Linked DNA regions of Zea mays: region 1 is linked to region 2. A link is a contact called in public Hi-C data. All regions are on one chromosome and are shown on one strand. Each heading gives the region's core, a stretch centred on a gene start, on an enhancer-like site or on the middle of the called end of the contact. The rest is flanking DNA. Distances are from core to core; before and after follow the strand shown.

Evidence for each region. Hi-C and Micro-C count contacts between places; a contact is called where the count stands out from the background.
Region 1: a Hi-C map of bundle sheath shows a contact between it and region 2, with 2.5 times the contacts expected there. The contact joins the promoter of LOC100279880 here to the promoter of LOC100381687 in region 2. A contact is called at or near these places in 2 of 25 Hi-C or Micro-C datasets (bundle sheath and ear).

Annotation. Positions count from the first base shown.
Region 1 is chr9:18,308,191-18,314,444 of Zm-B73-REFERENCE-NAM-5.0, reverse strand. It overlaps LOC100279880 (alpha/beta-Hydrolases superfamily protein), which reads right to left and starts at 2,879. Exons shown (of 10, transcript NM_001152833.2): 1 at 2,531-2,879; 2 at 1,656-1,792; 3 at 1,377-1,550; 4 at 557-793; 5 at 385-485; 6 at 212-284; 7 at 64-132. The coding sequence starts at 2,864. LOC100217275 reads right to left here. Exons shown (of 16, transcript NM_001320109.1): 16 at 5,553-6,254. The coding sequence ends at 5,808.
Region 2 is chr9:17,621,300-17,627,771 of Zm-B73-REFERENCE-NAM-5.0, reverse strand. It overlaps LOC100381687, which reads left to right and starts at 4,948. Exons shown (of 6, transcript NM_001351851.1): 1 at 4,948-5,121; 2 at 5,361-5,701; 3 at 5,794-5,870; 4 at 6,006-6,066; 5 at 6,409-6,472. The coding sequence starts at 5,070. LOC100193140 (proteasome subunit alpha type) reads right to left here and starts at 4,091. Exons shown (of 1, transcript NM_001138298.2): 1 at 3,027-4,091. The coding sequence starts at 3,970. The coding sequence ends at 3,218.

The sequences.
Region 1 (6,254 bases), core at 1,630-4,129, 690 kb before region 2:
GACTTCAGGAGTGCTAGTAGGACCATAAACATAGTAAGTACTAGCCTAAGGTTCACAAGTTACCTCACAGTAGATAGACTCGTGCAAGAGGGCATAAAGAGGATTTTGATCAAAATCTAGCCACATTTCGAACTAGAGAATATAATGTTAGGTTATCCGCATTGGAGATCTAAAAACGTTAACGCTGTACATAAAGTAATAGAGGTTTCACCTCTTTTAAGAAGTAATAGCTTATCCTCTTTTTAGCTCCAGCGACAAGTACAGGATCCCACACCCTCTCAAGCCTGCACTGGACAAAATAGCAAGAAATGGTGCAGATCAGAAATCAGATATATCGTGTTCTTCCCTCTAATTTTGAATTAGAAGATCAAACGTGTTTCTTACAGATAATGCAGCCTTTCAAATCCACCACCAAAACCTAGACCTGATAATCCAAGACACTGCAGCATCTTAGGGGTTAACCGGCCACCAGATGGAAGAAGAACCTGCAAAAAAAAGTGCTGCATAAGAACAAGTTTCCAACATCACTGATATATTCACTGTTAAAGTGACTTACCCCTCCCCCTTCAGATTCACTTAAGTATCTTATAACCTCATGAACGACCTGTATATCTTGGGGGTACCTCTTATAGTACTTCTCGTTTTGCTGCTGGACCTGTTTAAAGCAAGCTCTGTACACCGTATCTGCAGTGCAAGGTTCTCCTAGTGGTGGGAGCCCTCCAGTCAAAAGAACAGATTTCAGGCCTTCTGGAGCAAAACTCAAATATGTAACGGCACAAAATCCACCATAACTCTGCAATTACGAACAGGTCGATGATGGCATAAGCAGAGTGCTACTACCCCAAAAGAATGCATGACTTTGTGAATGAAGGACAATAACTAAAAACTGCAAGGGAGGTTCGTATATTTTTAAGCTTTATCTCCAGAGAGCAAGATACAGATTAGTTAGCCTTCTGTTGATTACTGAGTTAGCTTGCATGACCCTGTGACTTTTCACATACTTAATTGATGTTAACAACTAACAAGAGATCTTCAACCTTAATTCCACTAGTAGAAGTTCATAATCAAGCTGAGCAAGTGAGGAGCGTTGTCCCACATGGCACAAATACTTTTGGGGAAAGACCCAGTGCTGGAGGCTCCCGAATGAGTGGGGTTTAGGGAAGGGATAAACTGAGGCAATCATTTCCCCGCAAATGTAGAGAGGCTGCTTCGAACCCACGACCTAGTGACTAAGTAAGGCATCTCTCACCACTGCACCAGCCTGCCCTTCAGTACAAATACTTATGTTGTTGAAATATTTAATTGAGCTATATATGAACATATCCTTAAAGCTTATGATGGTACCATTTCTACTAAGTGCATGCCAGATAGCATACCTGTCCTAGGACTGTCCAAGGCTTAGCATCTGGTACAAGACGTACACGAATAAATTCTGCATCCTTAACTATATTATCTGCCCTGAAATGCTTCAGGTACTCCACCTGATTTGCAGGAGATTTAATTTGCGAAAGAGATGATGGAGTCAACGGTGTGGATAATCCTGTTCCCCGCTGAAAACAAGAAGGGTGTCAACACAGTCCAATCCAAGGGGAAGGGGAGAACAAGGACAGAGAGAACTCAGGATCTAACCAAGAAATTCGACCGTGCATTCTTACCTGATCTAGCAGGACAACGCGGTGGTCTTCACAAGCTTTCTTTAACCACCCACCTGCTTCCGTGGGACGGGGACTCTCAAATCCAGGCCCTCCTTGTAGGTACAATAAATAAGGCAGAGATATGTATTCTTTCCCAGCTGAAACAGTTCAAACATGAGGGTCATTGATATTTTTAATAACTACAGAAGCACTAAAGCACGTAGTGGTTCTAGCTCTCCCAATATGATAAGGGTCAATTCACATACATTTAGGAGGGTAATGAGCTCTAAATTTTACACTATAAAATTTAAGGACTGGATCAAATTAGGATCAGGCTCTATTATATTCATTTTTTGAAATAAAATTAATTAAGGACTCAAATGAATTGTGAAGAAACATTTGGATCGTGATCCATTACTTCAAGCCTAAGCGTCCAATATGATAGGGTCAATTCACATACATAGAAGACATACAAGCCTAAACCAGTAGATACCTCACATCAGTTAAATGTAAATTGTTGCACGAAGCGACTTCACCAAAATCTTTCTTACCTTTTACATTTGCAAGCTGCGACATCGTTTACACAATTATATTGGTGGTGACAAAGAACTAGTCAGTTCTCCAAACAAATTTGCTCCTAGTTTGCCAGAAACATATACCTAGAATTAAGCTAAGCAGGCTGGCCCGATGCAGTAGCACAGATGAGCCACTGCTAAGATTCTTGATTCATGTGATCATGTCCAAACCCAGTGGATTATGTCTGTACTTCCCAAATAACACACCTACACATCGTTCCAATTTCTTCCAGCGAAACATAACGTAACCAACGTAACACACCCACATTAACACTGCGCGGATCGCAATCGGGTGAGCGGAAGCTGGTAAGCGCGACCTACCGGCGACGACCTCGCGCGCGAAGACGGTGATGGTGTCCCCGCGCTCGGGACTGGAGTGGTCAAGCGGGACGGCGAACCGGTGGTCGCGGAGGCTGAGGCCCGGTACCGCGTACCACGCGTCAGCCTCGTGCTCCGTCCCCTGCGCCGCCGCTGACGACGACATGGCCGCGGCCGCTCTCCTCGGCACCGGGATCCGGCACGACGAGAACCGGAGGCCAACGGCGGCGGGGACGCGGAAAAAGGCCGGGTGGCGGCGAATCGGGAGCGCCCGGGCGGCGGGGACAGCTGTGGCGGTGGCGATGGCGGCGGCGCAACGGAGTCTCGCTGCGTCCATGCGGGGAGACCGTCGATCCGATATATAGCGGATGGGATTAGGCGGATGCCAGCATCGGAGGCAGCTTTAATTATTTGACTGACACTGACGTCATAACTCACACGAGTTTTCATGCCGAGCATTAAAGTCCGCATTTAGGGAGAACTTTTCACCAGCTTAATTAAAATTTAAAAGGTCTGCGAAACAAATTCTACATTTGAGAACAACTCAGAGCATGTACAACTCTTTAGATCTCAGCGAGGGATTGAAGTGATTAAATTCCTTTCTATCAAAATTTGACTAGTAAAGATTTAATCTCCTTCAATTCATTCCTAACTAAAAAGTCTTTACGATAGGTTCCAATAAAAAAAGTCATTTATACATCTCTCTATATATATTACTTCTTAGGTCAATGTTATAGCATACGGTCTATTAGTTGTCTTTTATACTTAAAAACCTGATTTTAAGTTTACGGTGTACATGCCCTTGTAAAACAAAGAGCAGCGGTGGAGGGGAAGGCATTAAGACATGAAATTTCCTGGCTTTCTGTAAGGAATCCCAAACCCTGCTAAAAAGACTCTAATTTTTAGTGAGTTCCATCTTCACCGTTCCGCCAAACTTAATAATTCGGAATGGAAATCCATGACAACACAGAACGGGAGAACCGACAGGACAGATTTAAGACAAATATAATAAATATATACAGGAACCGTAGCAGCGTCCGTCTTCAGAACGACTAGGCGTCAATCGGATGCTCTACAATGGCTCAAAAAATGAAATTGTTCAATGCTTATTAGACATGATTTGATAACTACATAATCACGTTAAGATCTAATTAAGGAAAACACTGGTATATAAGTTCTGTTGTATCGTTCTGAAACTTTGAAACCATAGAAAAATCTCGCTTTCAAAGAGAATATTTTTGAGATCCAGATACTCTAGGCTTCATATTAGGTACATATTACACCAGCTCGGATCGTCATGTTAACAAACTAATGATGGGAAAAATAATCACCTTGTATTGTTGTAACCTACAATATCCAGCACCGGCAGGTAGTGACTAATAGCAAATCGTTCAACGTTTGAATTTCCACCATCCAACCTTCAGTTGCAAGGTTATGCAAATCGTTCAACATTTCAAGGTTGTCTAGTAGCAAACAATTGCATCAGCAGTTAACACGAACAAAGGGACACACAGTTTTCTTTTCAAAAGTTAGACACAGTTTTTGAAGCACATGGTCATAATTCAGGGAACTTGTTAGTCAATCCATTTTCAAGATGTACATATCCATGTATTACTTTGACAAAAAAAAGTTACAGCTGAAAGCATAGCCCCACATAGGACTAGAGAAACCTATGTATACAACTATACATATGATATTCAATATGAAAATACACCATGCGACACAGTTATTCAATATGAAAATACACCATGTGTTGTAGAACTAGGCAACGAGCACAAAAGAATAATATCTAAACCATCATCATCATAATCTACCTCCATAAAATGTCGATATGAAACGATCTTCTTAAAAACTGAAAGATGGTTAAGCACAAAACCATCCTCTTGCATCTTGTGCGTTTATAAATTCATCTTCATATGCATTTTTCTTGTCAAATCCTTAGACATGCAAATCAACTCTAGCTTGAGCCATAAAATAGATGTATTTTTCTCTTGTAAACAACCTTGCAAAATATTATTTGAAAGATGAAATTGAATTTGAGTCACGGCCTTACAATCTTCTCCTCATGGGTCCAAGATTTTGGATCTTTTTTACTGAACTTATCAAGAGTGTCATCGACTTCAGTTTGAGTAAGAATGTCCCTCATCTTGATTTGCCATAGAGCGAACCTTGTGCCTTGATCCAAAGATAGAGAAGATCATACTTCATTGACATGACAGAGAAATAACAAAAATAACTAGAAAAAAAATATAATCTGCAAAAAAAAAATTAGTGTAACTCTAGCTATAACCTCCTTGTGGTAATCTGCCTCTTAACAATAGTTTTTGCAAATGAATAGGTACCACCATCGATCGACAACAACATGAAGATTAACTCTATCTAAAAAACGGCGAATAGTAGACCCAATCGCACACGACGACACAACAAACTTACAGAGCAATCAAAACACTAGATTTATTTTTCAATCTTATGTCTAACTCTAGTTCACTCGTTAGCAAATAATGCAAACATGGATTAAACACAAGACACATAACTTCACCTAAAAATGATAAGCGCGCCAACTAGCAAATTTCACTATATAATGAGAGTTTACAAAACATAAAAAATAAAATAAGTTATATCTCTTCCCGTATATATATAACACGCATCCAGAGAGACTATAGTTCAATACCAAAACAAATCCGTTAATTGACATATCCCGAATCACGAACCCTCTAAGGGCTTATTCGGTTTTACCCCAATCCATATGGATTGAAGGGGATTGAGGGGTTTCAATCCTTAGTAAGTCAAAATTCCTCCCAATCTGTATAAATCCCCTCCAATCCATATGGATTGAAAATAACCAAACAAGCCTTAAACGTTCCCGTAAGACCCACGTTAGATTTCGGCTTATATTTCAACAACACCAGCATACGAACACAGGAACAGAAGTATATACTGTACTACACTACATTGTTCATATGCAAGTTACCTGTTCATTTTCATGGGAATCGTTCAGGAATTTCACATGAAAATCGGTCCAATTACACAGGCAAAACATTAGCATAAAAAATCCACGTTCCATATTGGGTACACAAATGGTTCACCTGATACTACTAATTTAACATCAGAGTGCGTTGTAGACAAGCAGAGCACTATCACTACTCACTAGGCTCCCCTACCTACACTAACATAGATCATCATAGCGCCAAATTAGCTATGATAATAAATTAAAATCTCTTGGTAAATTAGCTGCCCAAGCCCTGCTTGATAATCAGGGCAACGCCGCAATGTCTGGCAGTTACTGAGGCCTTCGCGCACCTGAAGTGTTGGGAGGCCGAGGCTCGCCCTGCTGCTGCTCAGAATGGCCCCGATAGTGCCTAATTGCAGAACTGTAAGCATTGCCTGTCAGACTCCCTCTCATCTGTCCCGTGGGGCGCCAGCTATCATCCACAGGGAGCTCCGGTGGAAGACCATGCGAAGGTCCAGCCTGAGGTGTGCTTGGAACAGTCGGTGGTACACTGGGAGGTTGCAGGTGCGGTGGCGCCCGCTGTAGAGGCGGGGTTGTTGTTCGTGGCACTTGTTGCGATCGTGGTGCCTGGCTTTGCTGCACAGGAAAGAGATGGTTTTGGATGTCTGCTTGGGTTGGTCGGACATACGCGGCAGCGGTGGTTTGGCCGGCAGCAGCCAGTGCTGTTTGGTTCATGCTCATCCGTGTGTGCCTCAGTGGATCCATAGTTGGAGTCTG
Region 2 (6,472 bases), core at 3,699-6,198:
CGGCCCTCTTGGCCAACCACACTTGGGACCTGGTGCCGCGTCCACCAGGCACCAACGTGGTCACCGGCAAGTGGCTATTTCGCCACAAGCTGACCTCAGACGGCTCCCTCGACCGCTACAAGGCCCGTTGGGTCCTTCGGGGCTTCACCCAGCGCCCCGGAGTGGACTACGACGAGACCTTCAGCCCTGTCGTCAAGTTCGCCACTGTTCGCGCTGTCCTCTCCCTCGCCCTCTCCCGCGACTGGGCGATCCATCAGCTCGATGTCAAGAATGCCTTCCTCCATGGCACTCTGACGGAGACTGTCTACTGCAGCCAGCCCACCGGCTTCGTCGACGCTGACCGTCCGGACCTGGTTTGCCGGCTGAACCGATCCCTGTACGGCCTCAAGCAGGCGCCACGGGCTTGGTACAGCCGCTTCGCCTCCTACCTGGCCTCTGTCGGCTTCGTCGAGGCCAAGTCGGACACGTCCCTGTTCATCTACCGGCGCGGCGACGACACCGTCTACCTCCTGCTCTACATCGACGACATTGTGCTCACGGCATCCACCGCCGACCTCCTTCACCGCACGATCGTCGCCCTTCAGCGGGAGTTCGCGATGAAGGACCTGGGGCCCCTCCACCACTTCCTCGGCGTCACCGCCGAACGTCGGCCTCAGGGTCTCTTCCTCCACCAGCGCCAGTACGCCATCGACATCCTGGAGCGGGCTGGCATGTCTGACTGCAAGCCCTGCACCACGCCTGTCGACACTCAAGCGAAGCTCTCTGAGGACGACAGGCCTCCGGTCGCCGACGCGACGTCCTACCGGAGCCTCACCGGCGCACTCCAGTACCTCACGTTCTCCAGGCCCGACATCGCTTACGCCGTCCAGCAGGTGTGCCTACACATGCACACTCCGCGGGAGCCCCATCTCACTGACTCCGCCCATCCCCGACGACGGAGCTCGTGGTCTACACCGACGCCGACTGGGCTGGCTGTCCCGACACGCGCCGGTCCACCTCCGGCTACGCCGTCTTCCTGGGCGCCAACCTCGTCTCTTGGGCCGCCAAGAGGCAGCCCGTCGTCTCTCGCTCCAGCGCTGAGGCCGAGTACCGTGCCGTGGCCAACGGCGTGGCCGAGGCCTCCTGGCTGCGCCAGCTCCTCCACGAGCTTCACAGTCCCCTCCAGCGCGCCACCCTCGTCTACTGCGACAACGTCAGCGCGGTCTACCTCTCCACCAACCCCGTGCAGCATCAGCGCACGAAGCATGTGGAGATCGACCTCCACTTCGTCCGCGAGCGTGTCGCTGCCGGTGACGTCCGCGTTCTCAGCGTCCCCACCACGCTTCAGTTCGCCGACATCTTCACCAAGGGGTTACCGTCGAGTGTCTTTTTAGACTTCCGATCCAGTCTCAACATCTGTACAGGATAGAGTTGTGACTGCGGGGGGTGTTAGACTACCCGTCTAGGGTTTGTGTTATTCCCTGTGTAATGACTGTTATACCCCTGTGTAATGGGCCTTGGCCCAGTTACTCTCTCTATTTAATATCACTCCCAACCCCTGATTAGGGTATGGGTTCTCATTCCAACAGTTACTCACAGTGTCATCACAAATCCAGCTGGAAGACAGTAAATGATTAATGAAGCGTATATCAGGATTCCAAAAGAAGAAAACGCCACACCACAATCCATAAAGATACAAGATACTGTGGAAGTTAAGAACAACACAAAACTTCAACAAAATCTAATTGAAGCATTCAATTATTCAACCATTCCTGTGGCCAAAGGCATGCACCTAGATATACATTATGTCTACATAGTAAAAACTATTTGGAACGGAAGGGTAGCTTGAACAAGAATATAACTAGTTACACAAGGAAAATAAAATTTTACTTATATGCTAAAAAATCGGAGTCCCCATATTCTGATGGCATCAAGTACCAGGTAATAAGCAAGGAACACTATTGCAGCAAGGAACTGGATAAAATCTGCAATAACAAATTATGGTAGCACCAGAATTTCAAGTTCACAGCAATGAATAGCCCAAGGTCTCAAGAAGTGGTCCGGCAAAGATCATTAGCACTGACTGAGATGCATCACACCAAAACTCTGAGTCCTGATGATGCTTGATATAACCAATTGGTATGAATTGTCAACCAAACAATTCCAGTCTAGGTACAAAATAATCTTTCAAGAGCAAACCAAAAGCTTCGGGGTCATGTAGTAAGTGGCTAATCATAGAAAAATGATGTCAAAACAATGCTGCAACCAAACCACAAAAGTTATTGTCTTAGACCCTGTTTGTTTACCCTCTAAATTATATAATCCAGCTTAAATAAGTTAAGAGGCAAACAAACAACACAGATTATTAGATGGACTATATATAATCTAGATGCCTAGATTATGATAACCGATAAACAGGTCATTAGGTGCTTATATAATCCATGAGCAGGTATATATAATCCTAGAAGGAAACAAACAAGCCCTTAGTCGTGAGAGAACTATAACTGGAACCTCTCCTAAAAAATAGCATTGAATACTGAACATATGGTTGACATCAAACCATATAGGTAATATAAACCAGACAGAACACCACAAAAATAGCTGTTTCTAAGCACAATTGACAATCAGCTATATGAAGCATGGTTTTTTATTTGGGATGAACAATTATATGATCCTGATGCATTGTATTGTCATGTTCTGGTCATACAAATGGTTCTTAACATTTTCACCACAGCACCCTCTGTCAGTGTCACCACAAGTCCTAATGGCAAACAACAATTCAAGCACAACATAAGAATGAAGATAATCTGAAAGACGTAGAATACCTTATTATTTTGCCTTGTTTCCAGAACACAATCAATGAAAGCACTAGCGTCATCTAGAGGCCTAAACTATAATAGTTACTAGAACACATAAGCAGTTCAAAATTTTGCCATGGTCACTAAATACAGTCGGTATCATCCAGATGCGTTAGATCCAAACCTAATTTTGCCTGTTCCATTATCCCACATGCTCCCTAATCACGACAATAATCAAGCAGAGCAGATAGAAATCAACAATTTGCAACCAGTTCAAGGCAATCCACAGTTACAGATGAAACATTAACGTATCTAGGATGCTCAACATAAAATTAGACCACATAATCGTCGAATATTCAAGTTCACACAACTGAAGCACAAATGCTTAAACCATCTCTAAGAGCAGTAGTAGGCATCACAAGCCACAGCAAAACAGAGCATTATGCCTCGGGTGTTGGCTGTGTCAGGCCGGACTTTGCAAGCAGCTTCCCCAGCGCTTCAGGAGAGCACACCTGGTACTGTACCTCCCCGGAGCCCGGCTGCAGAAACACCTCGGCCAGCTCCAGCTTCTCGGCAGTCAGGCTGGTGGAGTCCATGGTCTTGCTGAGGACCTTAAGCGCGAGGGCGACGGCCTCCTCGCGGGTCAAGCCGTCCTTGTAGTCCTGCTTGAGCATGGACTGCGCGGCCTGGCTGTTGGCCCCAACAGCGGCGGCCTTCCACCCGCCGTAGTTCCCGGATGGGTCGCTCATGTAGAGCTGGAAGCCGTGGTGCTTGTCCCACCCGGCGAATAGGAAGGAGACCCCGAAGGGGCGGAGGCCTCCGAACTGGGTGTATCCCTGCTTGGTGTCGCAGAGGGACTGGACGAGCTGCTCGACGGGGATGGGTTCCTGGTAGGAGAGCGCGTAGCGTTGGGCGTGGAGGCGGGCGGTGTTGATGAGGATGTTGGCGTCGGACATGATCCCGGCCACGGCGCACGCCAGGTGGGAGTCGATCTTGTACATCTTCTCGGCGGAGCGCGAGGTCTGGAGGAGCTTGGAGGTCACCTTCTTCTCGCCGACGAGGACCACGCCGTCGGCCGCTAGGATCCCGAGGGCTGACCCGGCGTTGCCGATCGCCTCCATCGCGTACTCCACCTGGTAGAGACGCCCCTCCGGCGAGAAGATCGTCGTGCGGCTGTCATAGCGGCGAGACATCGCGGCGGCGGCGGCGGCGAGATGGGGTTTGCGTTTGCTGGATTGGGGGTGGTGACGGCGAGATTGGGGCTTGCGTTTGTGGAAATTGAGGGGGAGGCGACTCGGGAGGATTAACACCGCGAGATCTACTTGTGAGAGAAGAAAGGGGACGGACTCGCTGCGTTTAGCCCATCCGAACCGTCGGTCCCTCCGCTTTTGCTTTGTGGCCGTTGGATCTCTCGTGGTTTCCAGCCGGGCTAAGACTTACAATTTACCTAATTTTTTTTTGGCTAATGTTAGTTTTTCAATTTTAACGACTAATTTTAGATAAAGTGTGACACAGGTAGTCACGAACTAAACAGACTCTATCTCTAACATCCATGTCTTATCGTCTATTTTCAAACTTTTCTCGTTAAATAATGTCATTTACAATTTTATTATGTCCCTTTATTTTCACATTCTACTAGACACGGTCTAAAAATTTGTTCGTATGCGTAAGTCCATGTTTGTCACCTCAAAATGAAACAGTATTACATGATTACAGGTCAGGATTCCATTGGCGTAACCTGCTCGACACGGATTAGGGGAGGCCACCATTCGATATGGGTTCATTGGGGCTGTGTCCATTGAACTCAAACACTAGCAAATAGGCACGGATCAAGTGGTTTTTACTTGTTGTAAATATATTTGTGAATCAGCTGATCTAATAATCATTAAAAAAATAATTCTGATTTAATCTAATTCGTCGGTGGATCAGATTAGGTTTAGGGCATGATTTCTAACTCGTGGCCAAACTCAACACGAAAAGAACGAAGTCGACTCAAAAGTGCTAAAATCACGGCATAGAGGACGGGGAAGCGTGCAATGTTAGATGGGCCGGGTCTGGTTTTCAGCCCACCTGAGTTTTTAGGGAGCACGAGAAACCCTTTACGCTCTCCATATGAATAGAAAAGAACCCCTTTGCGCAAGGCAAACCCCCACCCAGCTCACCTCGGCGATGGCATCGGCGGCGGCCGTGGAGTGGGAGGCGGCGGCGCGGAAGGTGCTGGTGGCGCGCAAGCCCTGCTTCGGGCTACCTACGGCCTGCCCAACCTGCCTCCCCGTGCTCCTCTACCTCCGCATGGCGCAGGTTCCCTTCGACATCCACGTCGACACCTCCTTCCCCGATGCCGGTGAGCTCCCCGCGCTCATGCGTAGTCTTATCATATTATCCTGTATCTACTTAGATCCGCTATGCTCTTTGCTGCTGGCGTCTCCGCTTGTCCGGGTAGATGATCAAAAGTACAAAACTGCTAGATATATGTGGCAAGGTCGCTGCATTGATGTGCTGGGACCTATATGTGGGTTGAGCTAGAGCGAGAAGGGAGAAGGTTGCTTTGCTCTCACACCGGTTTTTTTTGTTGTTGCACAGATCACATACCATATGTTGAATTTGGGGATTGCGTGGCTTTCAACAACGAGAAAGGAGGCGTAATTGAGTATCTCAAGGATGAGAAAATTGCTGACTTGAACTCAAATCACCCAAATATTTCATCCACCACTGTGCTAGATACAAAGGCCATGGTTTCGTCCTGGCTTGCTAATGCTTTGCTGTATGAACTCTGGGTGGTTAGTGCTGGAAGCATTGCAAATGATATCTACTTCTCTGATCTCCCTTGGCCCATTGGAAAGATACTCCATTGGAATAAAACTAGACATGTGAAGCAGCTACTTGGTATAACAAAGCTCAATGCTGCAGAAAAAGAAGAGGAGGTTTGCTACTCCCTACCTATTATTGTCCTAGCCTTTTTTTGTTTTTTGGTTGACACATTAGTAGCTTGTAATGCAATTTTCTATTTAAACAGATATACCTGAAGGCAAGTGCTGCTTATGACTCATTGTCTTTCAGATTAGGGGATCAAGTCTTTCTATTTGATAATAGGTACACTTCAATTAACTTGTATCCAGCATATTTCTCTGTACTTTGTGTTAGGTTTTTATGCTTGCTGACACTTATATTTTTGTTCTGCTACGCCAAATTTGGAGCACTGATATTTCTTAATTTCTATTTATGAAGCCCTACAGATGTTGATGCTCTTTTCCTTGGACATGCTCTTTTTGTCCTCAGTGCGTTGCCTGTAAGTTTCCCTCTATAGTTAGTTGTGTAACCTGAATGGGGATTTAGTTGCATTGAAAAATGATTGAAGCACAGATGCCTGATTGCACTTGCACATTCTCATGAAAGCGCCGTTTCCTGTTAGTAGTAACTATCAAGTAGCATACAAAATTGATTATAGTGCAGGTTCACATCTTTATAATGCTTCTTATGTTAGTAGTATTGGGATTGAGTTTTTCTATGCTATTAATTAAGAGTTTCCTAGCCCTAACCCTAAATCTGTCAAGCAAATGATCCAAAGCATCCTCAAATTATTTGTATATAGTTAGTTTCAGGGCATGTACTGATCTTACTCCTGCCTTAGGATACATCTGTGCTGAGGGGCACATTGCAGAAGCATGACAACTTGGTTAGCTTTGCTGAGCATC